Linked DNA regions of Mus musculus: region 2 is linked to region 1. The links are chromatin contacts, called in public HiChIP or PLAC-seq maps. All regions are on one chromosome and are shown on one strand. The core of a region is the stretch at or near the end of the contact, and the rest is flanking DNA. Distances in the headings are between cores, read along the strand shown.

Evidence for each region. HiChIP or PLAC-seq counts read pairs in DNA pulled down with a chosen protein or histone mark.
Region 2: an H3K27ac HiChIP or PLAC-seq map of the HPC-7 cell line shows a contact between it and region 1, with 5 times the contacts expected there. The contact joins two enhancer-like sites. A contact is called at or near these places in 2 of 484 Hi-C or Micro-C datasets (bone marrow-derived macrophages and embryonic stem cells) and 8 of 115 datasets of contacts at active chromatin or transcription factors (the HPC-7 cell line, embryonic fibroblasts, embryonic stem cells and 3 more).

What each region holds. Positions count from the first base shown.
Region 1 is chr6:37,634,557-37,638,604 of GRCm38.p6, reverse strand. No RefSeq gene overlaps it. Among named protein-coding and RNA genes, the nearest start is that of Gm38791, 78 kb to the left of the region's middle. Within about 2 kb of position 1,959, at least 9 of the 459 cell types and tissues checked have an H3K27ac peak or open chromatin away from gene starts, as enhancers often do. A contact at or near this core is called in the HPC-7 cell line and regulatory T cells, where this site is marked.
Region 2 is chr6:37,721,719-37,725,766 of GRCm38.p6, reverse strand. All of the region lies in intron 3 of Gm38791 (a long non-coding RNA gene), which reads right to left. Among named protein-coding and RNA genes, the nearest start is that of Gm38791, 9.1 kb to the right of the region's middle. Within about 2 kb of position 2,311, at least 122 of the 459 cell types and tissues checked have an H3K27ac peak or open chromatin away from gene starts, as enhancers often do. A contact at or near this core is called in the HPC-7 cell line and regulatory T cells, where this site is marked.

The DNA.
Region 1 (4,048 bases), core at 710-3,209:
TTCAGTTCTGTCTCCTCTCTTTGTCCTCAGCACTTACACATCTTTCAGAATACATGATCACATGGTAAAAAGTTCATCACAGGTTTACATATAAATTCAAATCATAAACTGGAGTAAGAAGTTTACAACAGAGAATGTTTACATGCATATTTGTTATGAGTAATTATCTGGCTAAACATTTATCTGTCCCTAGCTATATAAGTTCATAGAGAGTTAAACACCATAATTTGTGTGACTAAGGTATTAGTAAAATTTTGTATAGATAAACCCAGTCAATGTTTTATCTCTATCCTTGTACCTATAGTAAATTTTTAGTTTCTTTTTTATGACCTTTGCTTAATGTTTTTACAACCTCTTGCAATGTGCTCTAAGTTATAGATGCCTGCTTGCTGTCTCAGAAGCAATTAACTCATGTAACTTGAAAACTGACAGAGTTCTCATTGCAGTTTTTACATCAGAAAGGACTTAATAACAGTCCTATTATAAAAATAACATAATAATTACTGATATAACTTTAGGAATTCTTATAGGATCATAACTAAAAATTAAGAAATCATCTATTTGTGTATATAGCATCACTACAAGAGAATACATCTAAAACGTAAAAAAGAATACATCTTTGTTGTTCTGCAGAGATCTGCTCAAAAGGATGGGCTAGTACCTAGTGACTGTTATATGTATTTAACAATAACAGGAAAAACATATTAATAGCAGGAGTCTTCCCTAAAATATAATCTTCTCAGCCTTGCCTAATGAAGCAAATCTGTCATTAACTTTGACAGTCCATAGTGTAACCATTTCAGGAAGATGACCTGCTAGTTTTTAGCTTCTCCTTGATGGTTCCTGTGAAACCAGATATATTGATAATGAGCAAAACAATTACTAAAAAAAAGAATATGAGTCCTGGAGGAAAGTGTGTTATGGGATGGCATGAACATTGAGCTCTTGAGTTCTCAGCAACTCTGACTACCTGTTCAAGACACTCAAAGGATTGAGCTTACATTACTACATCATGGAGGGAATGGGGTTTACAAGTCCCTGTGCTTCATGAGGAATTTTAGATAACAGTTGTGGGTGGGTGGCTTACAAAGTCCTAACCCTTTCTGAGGATTTATGGTTGGTGTGGCAGAGAGGGACGTGGTTTTCAGTGGTGTTGCTCCTGGTACATTACCCTTGCTCCTTTTAGTAATCCTAGTCATACTCATAAATACACACATAGAAAGAAAGAGACACATAGAGAGAAAGAGATGAAGAAATAAACACTCGGGTAGAGGCAAGTTATCTATAGAAGTGGGCGAGGGCATAGGGGAAATATGATCAAAATACATTGCATACATACACAAACATGCCCCCCTCCCCAAAAAAACCCATTTGTGATGGTTTAAATGAGAAACATCCTGAGTATTTGAACACTTAGCCCCTTGACGTGCCGATTAGGAAATTTATGAGGAGAGACCTGTTGCAAGAAGTGCATTACTTGGGGTAGGATTTGTGAGCCTAAGATCTTCAAGCCTGTTACAAAAGAAATAAATATACTGTGGTGAGCAGGTACTTTTAGTGGGGTCCATGCCAAGGTGTGCCCCTGAGTAATTCTGCCATGCAACAAACCTGTTGTGAAAGGGGTTTATTGGGGAAAGGGGAGAGGAGTGACGGCTTGGGAAAGGGGTAGAGGCAGACAGGAGCAGAGCCATGAGAGTAGAGAAAAGGGGGGCAGAGAGATAAGGAGGGACCCTGGGAACACACACACAGTGAGAGAGTGAGAGCAAGCAGGTGGTCCTTTTACATACACACACACACACACACACACACACACACACACACCTGTCACACCTAATGGCAGAGCAGGTCATGAAGTAAACAATGGCGAGCTCCCCGAGGGCAGGTCAGTGGAATCGACTGCACACTAACAAAGCCCTTTCCAGTTCATTCTCTCTGCTTTATGTTTGCAGTTCAGGATGTGAGATCTCAGCATCCTGTTCCTGCCACTATGCCTGTCACTTCCCCTCAGATAGATACACACTCTCTCTCTGCAACCATAAGCCAAAATAATTTTTTCTATAAATTGCCTTGGCTACAGTGTTTTATCAAACCAACAGAAAAGGAACCAGTACATGATTACTATGTGCATTAATATACTCTAGAAAACTTTTGAAAACCAAAATATTACTGCAGTAAATATATTGCAATAGTTGGGTGGGAAGAATGTAAATGTCTCTTTCAGTTCCACGCACTGAAGTCATCACCATCGTTTTCCTTCATGGGTCAATTTCAATAGTTGCTGTTGGTCCTTGTATATTGTCCAGACTGCCTTCCATCTTGCTGTGGAGCTAATACTGGTCTGAAACTCCGGGTCTTCCTCCCTTCGCCTCTGGGGGGCTGAGTTCACAGCTGTGTACTGCTACCCCCTGCACCGCATTGAAATCTTAACATTAAAATTCTGAACACTGCAAGGCTATGCTCCTTCTCCCTTGACTAATTTCAAACTTTCCTTTAAAGGTGACCATTTTTAAAATCTCACATAGAAAAAAAGAAAGTCAAATTTAACATACTGTTTTGAACACTAAATTGGAATCTGAGTTGAAATTAAATAAATGTTCTAGTTCTTGCCCATGGGAGAGCTGTCAATACCAAAATACTGTGTGAACCCTAAATATATATATACTTTTCTCAACATACATACTTTTCTAGGCACGAGTGCTTTTGTTTACTTTCAAAAACTTTTTAATTCCTTTGGTGATTACGTTATTTACATTGAACTTTTGTTCTGAATTACTTTATATATCACATCAATTTTACACAAGCCATTCTGTAGCTTGTCCTAACTAAAGTTAAAGATGGTTATTTGAGGGGGCGATTTAGACAGGATCTTATTCTGTACCCCAGGCTAGTCTAGACAGCATAGCCATCCTTGTGTTTCAACTTTTCAAGTGCTGATTATAGGTGTGAGCCACCATGCCTGACTGCTCCTCCCTTCTCTCCTTCAAATATTTTAAAAATTATAACTTCGTCTCATGTAAAAGAAGAACATAACTATCAAAATTACAACAATTTTTAAACAAATTGTTATATTCTTTTAAAGCTAACCTGAGCTATATGGAAAGTTCAAGGCTGGCAAGATGGCTTTATAGGTAAGGCATCCACCCCTAAGCATGATGACCTATTTGAAACTCTAGGAGTCTCATGGTGGAAGGTGAGAACCAACTCCTGCTGGTTGTCCTCTGACTTCTACTTGTATGTCATGACATCGATGCATTCAGACATCCACAGCCTGACTCCTGAAGAACTTCCCAGAAGTATGACCAGCATCTGTGACCCAAATGGTGATGAACTATTGTCTTAGTCTCTTTTCTATTAATGTGAAGAGGTACCATGACCAAGCACCTCAACTTTTATAAAAGAAAGCATTTAACTGGGGTTTGCTTACAGTTTCAGAGGGTTAGTCTATTATCATTATGGCATGAGCATGGCACTAGCACAATGGCAGAGAGCTTCACCTTCTCATCTATGGGCATCCGTGAGAAACCTCAATGTCCACTCCCAGTGACACATCTCCTCCAGCTGTCTATGTAGAGAGCTATGTAGAGTGCACACTATATAGAGAACCTCTTGCTTCTGTCACCTGAATGTGTGTGTCACCACACCCAGACAGTTTTAGGTTTTCTGATTACATTTCTTTAATCTCCTTTTAACCAAAACGGCCTCAACACCCGCCCCCCACTTGTCCATACTGTTCCCTACTTTCTGTATGCTCTTCCTTCTATGTTTTCTCTGTCGATTCATATGAATCACCAGGTTCGCTCTGTTTCCTTTGTATTCACGACCACAACATCACCTATTTAATGCTCACAGGGATGTCGGTTACTTCCTAGAAGGACTGGTGCTTGATTGGTGATTGTTTCATTTTTATATGACTATTACTATATTTTCATATTGCGTCTATACTTTCATAGTGATAATCTTGGCTGACAGTAGTTTACTCTCAGGGGAACACTAGGGATTGAGCATGGCACTATGGCTTTACATAAAACCGCAATGCTACTAGGACTAG
Region 2 (4,048 bases), core at 1,062-3,561, 87 kb before region 1:
GTTGGGAAGAAACAAAAAAGGCGTGTCTGAAAAAAACCTAGCCCCTGGCATAGTGGCACATGCCTTTAATCCCAGGACACAGGGAGCAGAGGCTGTTGATCTCTGTGAGTTCAAGGCCAACCCTGTCTACATAGTGACTTATAAGACAACCAAAGCTATATAGTTTTGTTTGTTTGTTTGTTTGTTTTGTTTTGTTGTTTGTTTTTAAAGCACAGAAACCTATCACTTACTATGCTACTTAAAATAAAGTTGATAATTTTCAAAAGAGGGGGGATGTGGGTGATATGAGTATGTCTGTCACTCAGTGGTGGAGTCACTTGGGTTTGATTCCCTACCAGCTGAAGCAGGAATAGCAGTGTGACATACATTCATGTGGTGTTGAAGACAGAGGCTGACCTCTCTGAGATGGCCGGAGAACCCACCAAGGATGAGGCAGAGTGTGTACTCAGCATCAGGTAGAATCGTGAACCCAGAAGGATGGAGAATCCAACCAGGTTATGGCCAGTGGTCTAGACAGCAAGTTCTGTGGTGACCTGGAGATATGAACAAGGAGTAAAGCCCATGGCAGGCGCTGGCATGTCAGGATGGTTCTAGTTTCATTTCTATAGCTGTGATATTTTAATATCCTGACAAAAGGCAGCATAAGGAAAGAAAGAGTTTATTTAGCTTACTCTTCCAGGACATAGTCCATCACTGCTGGCAAGTCAAGGCAGAAAATCATCACATCAGGCATTGGTTACTTGTCTTTTGCTCTGATTAAAAACAAACAAACAAACAAACAAACAAACCAAAAAAAAAAAAATCCATGACCATGGCAACTTATGGTAGAGAAGGTTTATTCAGCTTACGTTCTGGATGGGTGAAGTCCACTTGATGGAGAGCTCACATCCTTTTTCTTTTTCTTTTTTTCCAAGACAGGGTTTCAGCTGGGTGTGGTGGCACACACCTTTAGTCCCAGCACTCGGGAGGCAGAGGCAGGCGGATTTCTGAGTTCGAGGCCAGCTTGGTCTACAAAGTGAGTTCCAGGACAGCCAAGGCTACACAGAGAAACCCTGTCTCAAAAAAACAAAAACAAAAACAAACAAACAAACAAAAAAGAACTGGAGGATGGATGGGCTATGTAACCTCAAAGCCTGCACTGTAACGGGCATCTTCTGGCAAAGCTACATTACCTAAATTTCCCCCAGACAGCACCACCAGCTGGTAACCACATGTCCAAATACCGGAGAGGGCGGGAACATTTCTCATGCAAAGCACCACATAACACATCCACAGTCAAGAACAGGACAAAGATCATTTCTTGCTTGCTTAGTGCTCAGTTAGCTTCCTCTACTGGTATATAGCCTGAAGTCTGACTCAGAGAACTGTGTCACCTACATTTACACTGAGTCTTTCTATATCAATTAACAATCAGGAAACTCCACCAGAACTGCCTACTCTGCCCAGAGGACCTGGTTTCCATTCCTAGCACTCACATGGCAGCTCGCAACTCATCTGTAACTCCAGTTCCTCGGAATCTGATGCCTCTTTTGGCCTCCCCAGGCAATAGACATGAAAATGGTGTGGAGACACATGCAGGCAAAACATCCATACCACATAGAATAAATAATGAAAAGAAAAAGACAGTGTCCCACAGGCAAGCCACCCTGATCAAGATAACTCCTAAGACTTTCTGCAGATAATTCTAGGTTGTGTGAAATGAAGTCAAACTTAAGTAGAACAAAGGTCCTCGTGTCTGAGACCAGAGAACCAAGAACAAAAGCTACACAGTGGGTGTGTCGAAAAACAAATGATTCTGTAGGTAGGCCCTTTCTGTTAATAAATAGGCTACATACCTAAAACTTAATGAGTAAAATAAAACAGCTTCAAAGACTCAAAGGGGCTATAAATTTTGTCTATAGAATACAGAACAGAATAATATCCTTCTTGCTCAAGGTTCCTCCTATTTGGCCTCATCTTCAAAACCATCGCCACAAATGTTTCTCTAAAATACAAACCCAGACAATTTTCCATTAAAAAGCTTTGGATGGTGTGAGACCTGAGCTCTACAGCCAGGGAGTGATAATTTCAGGGAGCTGGAAGCAGATGGAACATACTTTATTCACTCTGGCGAAGGCAGTCAAGCACCCCACTTCCAGGTTTCAGTAGTATAGTTACAAAGAATCAGACAAAAGTGGCATCTTGCCAGAGATGACTCATAGTTACATAACCAGGGATTACATCATTGTTTATTTGTATAAGCTGCTAACTCATGGTTCCCTGGATATCCGGTGTTCTTATCTTAGCTCATCGTGAGTATCAATGCTGGCACCACGGTGTCTAGATGCTAATTGGCCCTTAGGGCCTTTGTTCCACTCAGATGGCCTTTCTGTGCCTGTAGCAAAGTCAACTCACTGGAAAGATTCTAAACCCTCCACTGTCCAGCCCACTCTCGATAGGGATTACTGTCCACCCAAGCTCTTAAACACTGCTTACCAAAGTTTGCATTTCATGGGACAGTACTAGTAGTGTGCGAGTACTACATCTGTGGCTATAATTATTTGCCACAGAGTGAGTAGAGTATTAAGAACCAAACTTTATTTGGCTCACAGTTTTGTAGGCTAGGAAGTCGAGATCGGGTGGCCACAACTGGTGCATTTTATGACTGGAGACTCTGAAGAGATTCTGTACAAATGGTACAGGCCTTTATATCATCATATGTTGGGAAAGAGAGTAGCATTTGTGGTGGTTTGAAAAAGAATGACTAGGACAAAAGCTGGGAGTGACCACGGTGTTGTTAGAAAAGCGTGAAGACTTGGGACTTTCGATGAACAAAGCTTTTGAACGCTGTGTTCCGGGCTTAATGGGCCATCCTAGTAGTGGCTCGGAAGACAGTAGTGCTGAGGTCAGTATGAACTATGGAGGTCTAGCTCAAGACGTTTTATAGTGGCTGCTGAACTATAGTTATACCATCATGTGAAAATATTCCTAATTTCGAGACATGGTTTCTCTGTGTAGTCCTGGCTGCCCTAGAACTCACTTTGTAGACCAGGCTGGCCTCGAACTCAGAAATCCACCTGCCTCTGCCTCCCAAGTGCTGGGATTAAAGGCATGCACCACCACTGCCCGGCTCCTAAGAATACTTTAAGAACTAAAACTATCTTGGGCAAACTGGTTTTGGCTCACTTAGGCCAGCCATAAATTAACCATAAATTCCTAGAGTAAACTGGTCTCTGGACCAGTCATAAATTCTTATACAATATGTCCCTGACCTAAAGGTTATAAGAACTGCCTGACTACTTAACTGCTGTCTCTGAAAACAATGTTTGCTTACTATACATGTCTAGAGCTACTTTTCTGTATATGTTACAATTGAAGTTTTTGCCTTTTAAAACTTGAACAAACTGGAGATTGGGACAAATGGTAGTGAATAAAGACTTCATATGATTTATTCAGGCACCTTGGGAGTTTTCTTCTTCAGGTACCCCATAACAGTTTCAAAGGGAAACAGTAATAACTACTAGACTATGGTGATATTTTGACCAAAAAAAAAAAAAAAAAAAAAAAAATTGTGGCTGCCTTTTGCCTTTGCCCTAAGGTTACATTGAAGAGTTTTGACCTAATTTCATTGGGAAAGGAGATTTCAAGCCAGATTAGTTTCGACTGTGTCATGTGATTATTAGTGATCATGTTTTTACATACAGTTGGGAACAAGCAAAAGAAATTTAATCTAAGTGCTACCATGTAGTTTTCAGAAACTAAATTCAAGGTTCCAGGCCCTAAGGGAGCCTGTAGCTGAATGGCTTCTGTTGTAATCAGTTGTCTGAGTCCAGACAGCTCAGGGACAACTTGTAAGGAGACAGATGTTGGAGTCAAGCCATCTCAAGGCTGACTTCTCCATCTTGCTGGCAGGGTCAAACAAGTTCATGTTCCCAGGCCTAGGAATGAACACCTATTCCATTTTTCCAAATATTTTCTTAATTGTAGGTCAACTGGCAAAGAATATAGAAATTGCTGTTATCTAAACAAAGGTACATAAATTGTAAAAATATATAACCATTTTCCTGTT